Regions from separate parts of the Mus musculus genome. Here all the other regions are linked to region 3. The links are chromatin contacts, called in public HiChIP or PLAC-seq maps. All regions are on one chromosome and are shown on one strand. Each heading gives the region's core, a stretch centred on a gene start, on an enhancer-like site or on the middle of the called end of the contact. The rest is flanking DNA. Distances are from core to core; before and after follow the strand shown. Region 1 overlaps Dip2c (disco interacting protein 2 homolog C). Region 2 overlaps Larp4b (La ribonucleoprotein domain family, member 4B). Region 3 overlaps Dip2c (disco interacting protein 2 homolog C).

Region 1 (3,867 bases), core at 951-3,450, 320 kb before region 3:
CATGGTGAAAGGCAAGGCAGCAAGCAAGCAGACAGGTGTTGGAGAAATAGCAGAGAGTTCTACATCCAGATCCACAGGAAACAAGAAGAGAGACGTACTGGGTCTGATTTGGGCTTTTGAAACCCCCAAACCCCCACACATAACACACTTTCACCAACAAGGCCACACCTCCTGATTTGTCCTTATTCCCTCCCTGAGGACCAAACATTCAAATGTATGAGATTCTGGGGGCCATTCTTATTCAAACCACTCAATTAGCATATTCTTTTTTTTTTCCTTTTTTTCTTTCTTTCTTTAAATCCGCCTGCCTCTGCCTCCGGAGTGCTGGGATGAAAGGCGTGTGCCACCACGCTGGGTTTGAGGGGTGTCTTCCAATTGTACTTAGTTGTAGCCTCCCAAGGAGTGGAGTGGGTTTTTGGGAAAGTGGAGTAGAATGTTCTTTGGGAAAGGTGCCTGCGATGTTGCTCTAGACCTGCCTCTTTCTGTAGGAGCATTTTCTTCTGAAAAGATAATTTGGAGGGCATCTGTTAATCTAAATGTAATTAGCAGAGGGCATCCCTCAGATAAGAGGATTGGAGCCATTTTGATGAGCTATTTATTTCATTCTTTTTTTTTTTAAAGATTTATTTATTTATTATATGTAAGTATACTGTAGCTGTCTTCAGACACTCCAGAAGAGGGTGTCAGATCTTGTTACAGATGGTTGTGAGCCACTATGTGGTTGCTGGGATTTGAACTCCGGACCTTCGGAAGAGCAGTCGGGTGCTCTTACCCACTGAGCCATCTCACCAGCCCCTTATTTCATTCTTTTAAAGAGAATGGTTTTACAAGCTCAACAACTAAACTTAAAGAAAAATTCGTTATTTTCTTTGGGCTGTCTGCCTTACTATGAGGTTATAAATTATTGAGGGTTAAGAGGCTAGACCACACTTTGTGGTTCCTCTATTTCTCAGTCTGGTAGAAGACTTTTTTTCTTACCCAAAGAAATATATTCTTTTAATGTGTCTGAGCCAAGGCATTTTAATGAGAGATTTAAAGTGCTTGCTTTAGTTTCTGGGAAATGATTAAACTAACAAGATTAAGAATAAGACTTGTGGGGCTGGAGAGATGGCTTAGCGGTTAAGAGCACTGACTGCTCTTCCAGAGTTCAAATCCCAGCAACTACATGGTGGCTCACAACCATTTGTAATGAGATCTGGTGCCCTCTTCTGGTGTGCCTGAAGACAGCTACAGTGAACTTATATATAATAAAGAAAGAAAGAAAAGACTTGTTGGCCAGGTATGGAGGTGCATGCCTTTAATCCCAGTGCTTGGGAGGCAGAGTCGGGTGGATCTCTGTGAGTTTGAGGCCAAGCCTGGTCTACAGAGCAAGTTCAGGACAGCCAGGGCTTGTTACACAGAGAAACTCTTGTCTCAAAAACCCAAAAGAAAAAAAAAAAAGCATAAGACTTTTGATATAGTTAATATAAGACATTGACAAAGTAGTAGTAGCAGCAGCAGCAGCAGCAACAAAAACAACAACAACAAGAGCAATCTATTGCTGCTGGTGCCAGAGGGCTGATGACTTCACATACTTTACCTGCTGAGGCCCTGCTTGACCTAGAAAGGCTCACTCCTGAAGATTTCTGTTGGATACATGTCAGATCGCAGAATATCTTTGATATTTATTTATTTGCTTAGTTTTGAGACAAGTGTAGTTGTTGCCTGCAATTTACTTTGAACCTCTGATCTTCTGCCTCTGCTTCTTGAGTTCTGATAGTACAGGTGGAAGCCACCATACCCAGTTCATATAGTGCTGAGTTCAAACCTAAAGCTTTGTGGATGTTAGGCAGGTACTCTACCAACTGGGCTATGGCTTTAGCCTCCTACCCCCTCCCCCCTTTTTAAACACAGCCCAGATTGTTTTAAAATTCCTTGTGATATGGAAGGTGACTTTGAACTCATGATTATCCTATCCCTGTCTTGTAAGTGTTAAGATCCCAGGACTGTGCCCCTGAGTTTGGTTTGTTTTTGTTTTAAAAGTTATTTGCTTTTAATTGTCACTAGAGTGCTTTGTTCACTGTTAGATCTTGAGGTACAATTTGAGACCCTGGTGGACAGGCATTGTGGCTCTTCTGTTGTATCTTGGGTGGTGCCCAGAGTAGCTCTAGGTACTAAGGTGTGCTTGGTGACATTCAAAGGCCTGTAGCACTCTGTGGATGCCTTTCCCTGGGTTTCTTTACAGCTGTCTCTGTGGAGTGCCTGGAAGTGGAAGGAATCAGGAGAGGGTGTGGTATGGCTGCTTGGGATTTCTCCGAAGCCTTTTATTTCAGTGGCTAGCCTGGTAAGAACACTTTTCTCTCCCCTCCCCAGGTTAAACAATTGTTTAATGAAGTTTGTCTCTTTACTTGGATTGGGGCAGTACTTATTTAAATGCTATCTTTGTCTTTTAGGCCCAGACCTGTTGATTCTCTAGTGAGTGGAAGAAACCATGTAGAAGTCTCAAATGTCTTGATAATACAGATTTCTTGGAGCATTTCCTTAAAACATTGCAAGCAGCACATGTTATATACCTGAGAGAATCCATTTTCTCAGTATATTCCACAGTGCTATGGGACTACAGGCTGTGTGTGTAAAGTGGCTGGCATGAGGGTTGTGGTGTAGGACAGTTATGCTGCTACAGGATTGAAGTTTATCATAAACATTTAAAGAGATTATTTAGTTGTCAAGTCGTTGTAGATTTTTTATTTCAGCCATTAAAGTTTTTCAGAATGTTACTTGCTGTTGGAATTCTGGTGGTTTCATGAATTTACCCCATCAACATATTTTCTGGCAAGCTCCTATTTATGGTTGATGGACAGTAGCCCAGTCACATGTCCTGCTACATTGTGTCTCCCTACAAGCAACTACCAGAGGCTGATTCCCTTTCCTTACCAAGCATTTCAGCTCAAAGCTGCCTTATACTGGAAGGAAAATGCACTCTAGTCCCAGTAGCCTCTGGGGAGTGGACTTGTGGAGTATGTGTCAGGCTTATATTAAAGAATATTCAGAGCTGGCTGCATTTGCATGCAGGGCATTTCTCCTACCTGCTTCACATGGCAGGGGTCTTTCCTCACTTTGTTAAGTTAATAAAGCCCAGGGAAGGCTCAGGACTGCACAATGTGGATGCATGTGTGTTTGGAGATATGCAGGGACATGTGGCACTCACCTGGGCAAACAGCCCTTGGCTTTCTGTGTATCATTTCTGTATCCTGGCCCCAGACCCAGGATCTGACGGTCAACATATCTGGCATATTGCTGTTTGGGAAACTGGAGAAATTGCAGTGGTCTCCCAAATGACATTAGAGAAATTAATTGAGTTTGTCCATAGTGTGGGTTACACGCACATGACTTACTAGCTGTAGAGATGGCATATCAGATCTTGCATACCTGTTTTGAGGAGTGGGTATTTTGTTTTCTAGGTAACAAAGATATTTTCTAGTCATAAGTGAATGGTTTTAAATATGAGATGTCAATGATGTATATCCTAAGCCTAGAAATATTCAATATGAACTGAGATGCTTATTAAGATTTCAGACCCAGAGCTGAGGCCCATATTTTGTGTACCAAAGCAGACCTGATTTCCAGGTTCTCCCAGCATCTCTCAGTCCCTACTTGGCATACATACCATTTCCAACCTTCCTCCAGAGGCTCTTCCCTACATAATCCAGACATTTTGGTGTTCTCGTTCTCTGTCTCTCTGTCTCTCTCTGTCTCTGTCTCTCTCTCTTCCTCCCTTCCTCCCTTCCTCCCTTCCTCCCTTCCTCCCTTCCTCCCTCCCTCCCTCCCTTCTTTTTCTCTCTTGCACAGACGTGTGTCTTCCTCTTCCCCTTCCCCTCTTTCTCCCTC
Region 2 (3,912 bases), core at 63-2,562, 480 kb before region 3:
TTCTAAAAAGGGTACACTTTCTGTGGGCACAGACCCTTGGCTATGTGGTTGCATCTCCCAGAAGTGTCAGATCTGTAGAGGAATTGTCCCAGTAGTGCTCTTCCCCCACGTGCCTGCCGCACAGGCCTGCCTTGCCGAGGTCTTCCTGCAGTGGCATACTCTTGTCACCTCTTGTCATACTCCTTGTCTAGATACCTTTTCTGTTGTTTTATATCCAGGTTTTCGCATTTAGGCCCTTTTCTGAGGTATGTTATGTGTAAAATTATGTATGAGTTTAAGCTGGAGTTTTGTTTGTTTGTTTGCTTGTTTTGTTTTTTCGAGACAGGGTCTCTGTGTAGCCTTGGCTGTCCTGGAACTCACTCTGTAGCCTATACTGGCCTTGAACTCAGAGATCTACCTGCCTTTGCTGGGATCAAAGGAATTAAAGGTGTGTGTTACTACTACCAGAATGGTCTTGCCACATTTAAAGTCTCCTAAACTTAGGTCTGAGTTAAGAGGCTCTTGTAGCATGTAATTTTCTTTGTCTTAATTTTTAAGTTAACCGACAAGGTGTAATGGGTCTTACTACTGCATTGTGGTGCCTGTGTATTATTATGTTTGTTCCCACTAATTCTCTTCTCCCATGCCCCCCACTTTCTCCTCTCCGAGAGTCGCCTCTGCTTAATGCTAGTGTGTTACCTCTGCTTTTCCCTCCTCTCTCATGATCTTCCTCCTAGGTTCATGGTCTCTTCCCTGCATCTGCCTACCACCCTTCAAGGCTAGGTTCCAAATATTAAAGAAAATGCACAGTACTTATCTTTGTAAGGTTTGGTTTGCTTCACATAATAGGATGGTTCCGTTTCCTGGCTCTTATAAATAAAAGCAGTAATAAACATGGGTATGTGAATACTCAAGGGGAATATAGCTGGGTCACGTGGTAGTTTTGGTGTCCAGACTGGTTTCTATAGATAGTGTAAATTGGCTACACCATCTACACTAGTGGCTAGTTAGAGTTCCTCTTTTTTTTTCCCCCCAATTTTTTATTAGGTATTTACTTCATTTACATTTCAAATGCTATCCCAAAAGTCGCCCATACCCTCCCCACCCCCTGCTCCCCTACCCACCCACTCCCTCTTTTTGGCCCTGGCGTTCCCCTGTACTGAGGCATATAAAATTTGCAAGACCAAGGGGCCTCTCTTTCCAATGATGGCCGACTAGGCCATCTTCTGCTACATAATGCAGCTAGAGACATGAGCTCTGGGGGTAGGTCAGCATTTGTATCCTTCCCTATCCCGGGCTCAGAAAGAGTCTGTTTTTGCATTCCCTGAGGCTGAGGCTGCGGGTGCCTTTTCAAGTGTAAACTTGCCAGTCAGTGTTTCCTTTGAGGACTGAGTAGTGTCCAGTTCATTGGCCCATTTATTAGGTGGATGATTTGGGGTTTGGTGTTTAGTTTTAGATTTCTTCAGATATTCTAGATATTAATCCCGTGTCTGTTGTGTAGCTGGGAGAGACTTTTTTTAAGCAGTATATTTTTTATGGGTTGTGGAGTTTGTCAAGTAGTGGATTCCATAAAAGTATTTTCGTCACTTTAATTTTTTAGTCAAGGAATGATATGTTAGCTCTAATAGCTATTTTAAATCAGAATGTCTGTTTCCTGTTAGTATGGAAGAAAATTGCTTAGGTTCTCCCTCCCTTTCCTTCTTCCTTTTCTCAGCTGTATGGGACCTGTATTTCTTTCAGTTCAGTGAAAGATCATGGGAGGAACTGGAAGGCCTCAGGCAGCTAAGTCCTTGGAAAGTAATGTGTTTACTTGGAGAGTATTTGAAACCGCATGCCCCAGAGGCAGAAAGGTGATCTCACTCTTCTGTCTTGTTGTTATTGGTGGTGATGCTGGTGATGGTGATGATAGTGATGGTTATGTTTTCGTGCCCATGTGCAAGAGTGTGAAGTTGGTGCTCTCCTTCTGTCTTTATATGAGTTCTAGAGATGGATTGAACTCAGTCACCAGGCTTGAACAGCAGGTGTCTTTACCCTTCCGGAGCCATCTCACTGTGTCCCCCACCCTTGGTTTTGATTTTGGTTTTTTTAAGAGGTTTCTCTGTAACCTGACTATCCTGGACACGGACACACACACACACAACTCACGCAGGCCATTAGGATCCTTCTGCAGTAAAGCTTTACGAGAGATAGATGATCAGCTTCAGGAGAGGAGACCCAGAGGGCAGAAAACCCTTCCCTTATATAGGCTGCGAAGTACGGTTAGAAGTACGGTTGGAGACGTGCACCACCAGGATTGGCTGCCCACCTTCAGCCAGATGAAGCCACGAGAGAGGCAGGGCTCAGGTAATGGAAAGATACCCTGACGCCTGCGCACATTTTACTACGAGCAACTAATGTCAGCGCCATCTTGTAACGGCGACTGTGAGGGCGGCTCCTCACAACATACCACACCACACTACACACACACACACCACACACACACACACACCACTACACACATACACACACACACACCACACACCACACACATACACACACATACCACACCACATACTACACTACACACACACACACATGCCTGTGTGAACCAATGGAGAGATCTGCCTGCCTCTGCCTTCTGAGTGTTGGGTTTAAAGGCATGCACTATCATGCCTGGCAACACTGAGTTTTTAAAAGTGTGTGTCTTTGTGTCTGTAGCTGGACACATGCTAGGATATACATGGACCAGTCAGAGGACAACGGACAACTCTCAGGAGATATCCCTCTGACATCCGAGGATTGACCTGAAGTGGTGAAATCTGTGTCCCGAGGCTGCTGAGTTTTACCTTAATTTTATGTGTTAAGATGTTAAAAGCAGTCGAGTGGTACTTAGAATCCTGCATTTAAGCTCTTAAACTTTTTAAAAGTACATTTAGCTCAAATCTTGAAGCCATTATGGCATGTTGTAATTTTCTTTTGCTTTATTGTTGTTGTTTGTTTTGTTTTTGTTTGTTTGCTTGTCTGTTTTATTGAGGCAGGGTTTCTCTGTAGCCTAAGGTGTCCTGGAACTCTCTTTGTAGACCTCACTGGGCTTGAAATCAGAACTCAGAGATCCACCTGCCTTTCATTCCCAAGTTCTAGGATTAAAGGCCTGAACCTATACTGTTGTATTTATATGTTCTTCATCATTTTAGATTATTATTTATAATAATTTATAATGATAAAGAACATATAAATACAACAATATATGAAAAAAATTATAGTCTGAAATATAGGATGCTGTTTACAGCAAGTTTTACATGAAAGTAAACCTTAAAAGGGGCAGGGAGTGGAGAGAAGAAATCCCTGTTAGAAGATGTGGGAGTGGCATACGCATGGCTAGGGGCAATAAGAATGTGAGAATTCCTAAATTTGGGATCTTTGCTGGTTTTTTGGGTTTTTTTGGTTTGGTTTGGTTTGGTTTTTGGTTTTTTTTCGAGATAGGGTTTCTTTCTCTGTGTAGCCCTGGCTGTTCTGGAACTCACTCTGTAGACAAGGCTGGCCTCAAACTCAGAAATCCGCCTGCCTCTGCCTCTCAAGTGCTGGGATTAAAGGCGTGCGCCACCACGCCCGACTTCTTTGCTGAATTTTATTAAGGCTATTGAAAATAAAGAGTCATCTTCCTCTTACCAGATTGGAAGTAGTTGTACTTGTAGTAGTAACTTATTTAAGCAATTGAGCGCTACCTATGTTCAGGACTCCGTGTTGTTTCTTGCTGTTCTCATTTGGTCAGTATAAGAATTAATTACATGATAGGGAGAAAGTTCTTAGCAATAGTGCTCGATAGACATTACCTGTAGTAATAATGTGAGTTTTTTTCCTTACACTGCAGCCATTTTTAAGCATAAAATAGAAATAACACCTGACAAGAGGAAGACATAATCGGAGTTACCTAAGATACAACAGTGTAAATCC
Region 3 (4,275 bases), core at 266-2,765:
ACTTGTAGAGGACCCAGTTTTGTTTTCCAGCATCTATAACAGGTATCACAACTGCCTGTAATTCAATTCCACAGAAATGTAGTGCCTCTGGCCTCCTCGGGCATTGCAACACTCATGTGCACCTGTGCATACATACATTTAATTAAACATAGACTAGATTTTTAATGTACATGGGTCTGATGAGGATAGGGTAATGCATAGGTAAAGCCCTTAAATGCATCTCTAGAGCTAAGAAGGCAAGTGCTGTGCTGCAGTCAGATCTGAAGTATGTTTTTTAATGGGTTAATTGGGGAGTAATATGGAAATGCTTTAAAAAAAATGATTGTTTGAAGCCCGTCTTATGTTAGCTTTGGACGCTTGTGGGAAATAGTATAAAAGCTTAGGTTCTGGATAAAAGAACATCTGAGTGTAAGTTTGTTCTCAAGGACTGAACTAAGCTCACATTCCATTGGGGAAAAAGTAACTTATAACAGGTAGTTGTTTAATAGTGTATATGTCTCTTATGCTTCATAGATATACCTGTGTAATGCTGTAAAGTGATCTGGAGAGATGGGTATGATGACTCAAACCTGTAACCTAGTACTTTTCAGCTCTAACAGAATGGCTGCCACAAGTTCAAGGCCAGCCTAAACTACAAAGCAAAACCTTGTCTCAAAAACAAACAAACAAACAAGCAAACAAACAACAAGCCAGGCAGTGGTGGCATACACCTTTAATCCCAGCACTCGGGAGGCAGAGGCAGGTGGATTTCTGAGTTCGAGGCCAGCCTGGTCTACAGAGTGAGTTCCAGAACAGCCAGGGCTACACAGAGAAACCCTGTCTCAAAAAAACCAAAACCAAAACAAAACAAACACAAAACCAAAAACAAACAAACAACAAAAAAGATCCTTAATAGATACCAATGGCAAATTAGTAAAAATATGTCCTTGTACGGGATATAAGAATTATTTACATGGGCTTTTACTGAATATGACATATTGACTATAAACATTTGCACAAACATTTGAGCAAATCAAATCACAGAGAAGTTTACAGCATAATAATAAAGTCTGGCTTTCTTTCTTTGAATGTACCTGGTCTTCTCATTCTGAAATTACTGACTGCATTGAAAAGGCTGTGCACAGGAGCACACATGGAGAAAAGTGTAGAGCAGAGACTGAAGGGAAGGCCACCCAGAGACTGTCCCACTGGGGATTCGTCCCATATGCAGTTAACAATCCCAGACACCATTGTGGATGCCAAGAAGTGCATGCTGAAAGGAGCCTGATCTGGCTGTCTCCTGAGAGGCCCTTCCAGAGTCTTACAAATACAGAGGTGGATGCTCACAGCCAACCACTGGACTGAGCGTGGGGTCCCCAATAGAGGAATTAGAGAAAGAACTGAAGGAGTGGAAGGGGGTTTGCAACTCCATAGAAGAACAACAATATCAACCAACCAGTCCCCCAAGAGCTCCCAGGGACTAAGCCATCAACAAAGGAGTACACATGGCTCTATCTGCATATGTAAGCAGAGGATGGCCTCCCATCAATGAGAGGAGAGGTCCTTGCTCCCATGAAGGATCAATAGATGCCCCAGTGTAGGGGAACTGAGGGTGAGGAGGTAGGAGTGGGTGAGTGGGTGGAGGAACATCCTTTTAGAAGCAGGGGGAAGAAGGGGGGGATAGGGGGTTTCCGGGAGGGAGGGAAACTGGGAAAGGGGATAACATTTGAAATGTAAATAAAGACAATATCCAATTAAAAAAAAAAGGCTATATGAAAGGTTGGGGTTTGCTATATTTCCACTTCACAAAAATAACTGAAAGTTTGATATGTTGAAATAGAGAGAGAGAGATGAAAATTTGCTACCACTTCTGCTGTGTTCCCTCTACAATACTTCTCTACGTGAAGAATCATGTTCGAAATAAGTTTGTGGGCTCATTAGTCTTTTTTTTTCCTTAAAATTGATTTATGTATAAGTGCTCTATCTGCATGTACATCTGCATGCCAGAAGAGGGTATCGGATCCCAGTATAGATGGTTGTGAGCTACCATGAAGTTGCTGGAAATTGAACTCAGAACCTCTGGAACAGCAGACAGTTCTCTTAATGGCTGAGCCATCTCTCTAGTCCCTCATTTAGTTTTCTTAAATTTCTTGAGCCATCTGGGCTCTCTTAATTTTTGTTTCGAAATTTTTTGAATGAGATTGACCATATTAAAGGAGAAATGGCTTGTGATAGGAAGATTACAGGTACACAGCTACAGCACAGCAATGATGTGGGTTTCATCTATCAATTTTCATATAAGTAAAATATATCTTTAAATCTCACAATATTTATCTGACATCTTTTATTATAATAAATATGATCAAGTACTGCTAATTCACAATGATAAGCAAGCATTAAAAATAGCAGTTTGTGCCCTGTCTGGTCTCAGTTGATGTGTGGGAATGGGGTATGAGAAGTACTTCCCCTCCTCAAAAGAGAAGGGGAAAGTGGAATGAAGGGTGGGGTAGGACTTGTGTGAGGGGTACTGGGAGGAGAGAAAGGTCTGATAATGGGTTGTAAAGTGAATAAATAAATGAATTTTTAAAACTGGTGGTTTGAACAAATACTTTTGAATTAAAATTTGTTATCTTATTCTTTAAAGTATTTTTAAAAGTGCTGTTGTGTGGTGATTTGGATGTAAAACAGTACAGATTGACACACTCAGAAGGTCAAGTGTCTGACTTCTTTTGGCTCTCCTAATTTTCTTCCTATGTGATTTTCTTAATATTTTTGTATCTGGATTTTCTATTTATCTTACATATAAAAGTTTCTTGTCATCAATATGAACTAACCAGGACCCCAGAGCTCCTTGGAACTAAACCACCAATCAAAGAAAACACATGGTGGAACTTGTGGCTCTAGCTGTATATGTAGCAGAGGATGGCCTAGTTGGTCATCTATGGGAGGAGAGGCCCTAGGTCCTGTGAAGGTTCTATGCCCCAGTATAGGGGAATGCCAGGGCCAGGAATGGGAGTGGGAGGGTTGGGGAGCAGGGGGGAGGGGATAGGGGATTTTCGGAGGGGAAACTAGGAAAGGGGATAACATTTGAAATGTAAATAAAGAAAATATCTAATAACAATGAAAAAATTTTAAAAAGTACATGCAAGTCTAATTAATAGGCATTTGTAATGTTATCAGTGTAATGATGAAGAGAAATATCTGGCACATTCTGATATAATCACATAGCAAAGTGAAGCAGCTGAAAAATGGAAATAAAATGTAAAAAAAATTTAAAGTTTCTGAAGTGTTCCTGTTTTTCAGGGTGAATGTTACTGTCTCTTTCCCATCTGCCCTGGGTTCCAGCCTTGATGGCCTGTCTTGTCTCTGCAGTGTATACTCAGGACACCAGTCCATTCTGATCCCACCCTCTGAGCTGGAGACCAATCCTGCCTTGTGGCTTCTTGCTGTGAGTCAATACAAAGTCCGGGATACCTTCTGTTCCTATTCGGTGATGGAGCTTTGCACGAAAGGGCTGGGCTCACAAACTGAGTCCCTCAAGGTAAACAGCCTCTCTTATGGCCTCAATGCTCACCAGAACTCCAGGCCACTCTAGTCTTGAGAAAGGACACTCGCACACTTGATGAGGCAGCATATTCCTTCCAAAGAGCTGACGTGTGATCTGCTTGCAGATTGATTTAGAAGAAGTTAAGGTTTTAGGTTTTCCTCATGAATACTTACCCACTGTCAGATACTAGTAAGAATTGTGAAAGTACTTTGTCCTCAATTTCTCCAGTATTTGTCAAAAGATGTAAATTGTCTCTGTTCCTAGCTAGATTTGGTGTTCAAGTAGAAAATGTTTATGTGATCAGCTTTCATTGGCTGGAAGGCCCTTATTTGAAGGTCTGCACTGTAACAAAAATTTATTTTGCAACTAAGTGAACAGTATTTGGGTTTTTACTTTTTTTTTTCTTTTTTCTTTTTTTCTTTTTTTTCTTTTGGGGGAATTTAATAGACGTTTTCATGGTAAGTTGAATTGTTAGTTAATGATAAGAGGGAAAAAATAATGTCTCGATAGTGTTCTACCCTGCTATTCTCTGCTTGTATATGCAGTGTGTGTGTCTGCCTATAGCTGTACAGGTTACTTATGTTTCTGTGTGTACACATATAGTCAAGAAGAACCTAGCACATTTATTTCCTCTGAACTTTTTCCTATTCATCCTAGTGCAATAAAACAAGATATGTAACTATGATGTTAAGCTATATAAATTCAGTTTATGAAATTACATATTTATATGAGGAAGAATTACAAAGAGT

Evidence for each region. HiChIP or PLAC-seq counts read pairs in DNA pulled down with a chosen protein or histone mark.
Region 1: a contact with region 3 is called in an H3K27ac HiChIP or PLAC-seq map of embryonic stem cells, with 5 times the contacts expected there. The contact joins two enhancer-like sites. A contact is called at or near these places in 1 of 15 datasets of contacts at CTCF or cohesin (the NIH/3T3 cell line), 4 of 484 Hi-C or Micro-C datasets (all in embryonic stem cells) and 4 of 115 datasets of contacts at active chromatin or transcription factors (all in embryonic stem cells).
Region 2: a contact with region 3 is called in an H3K27ac HiChIP or PLAC-seq map of embryonic stem cells, with 4 times the contacts expected there. The contact joins two enhancer-like sites. A contact is called at or near these places in 8 of 115 datasets of contacts at active chromatin or transcription factors (cardiomyocytes, embryonic stem cells, extraembryonic endoderm stem cells and 2 more) and 1 of 9 other capture datasets (adipose tissue).

The regions. Positions count from the first base shown.
Region 1 is chr13:9,308,786-9,312,652 of GRCm38.p6, forward strand. The region is part of intron 1 of Dip2c (disco interacting protein 2 homolog C); the gene reads left to right. Among named protein-coding and RNA genes, the nearest start is that of Dip2c, 34 kb to the left of the region's middle. Within about 2 kb of position 2,201, at least 7 of the 459 cell types and tissues checked have an H3K27ac peak or open chromatin away from gene starts, as enhancers often do. A contact at or near this core is called in embryonic stem cells, where this site is marked.
Region 2 is chr13:9,154,144-9,158,055 of GRCm38.p6, forward strand. All of the region lies in intron 11 of Larp4b (La ribonucleoprotein domain family, member 4B), which reads left to right. Among named protein-coding and RNA genes, the nearest start is that of Larp4b, 62 kb to the left of the region's middle. Within about 2 kb of position 1,313, at least 16 of the 459 cell types and tissues checked have an H3K27ac peak or open chromatin away from gene starts, as enhancers often do. A contact at or near this core is called in embryonic stem cells, where this site is marked.
Region 3 is chr13:9,631,371-9,635,645 of GRCm38.p6, forward strand. Dip2c (disco interacting protein 2 homolog C) reads left to right here. Exons shown (of 37, transcript NM_001081426.2): 30 at 3,352-3,520. Among named protein-coding and RNA genes, the nearest start is that of Gm36423, 41 kb to the right of the region's middle. Within about 2 kb of position 1,516, at least 2 of the 459 cell types and tissues checked have an H3K27ac peak or open chromatin away from gene starts, as enhancers often do. A contact at or near this core is called in embryonic stem cells, where this site is marked.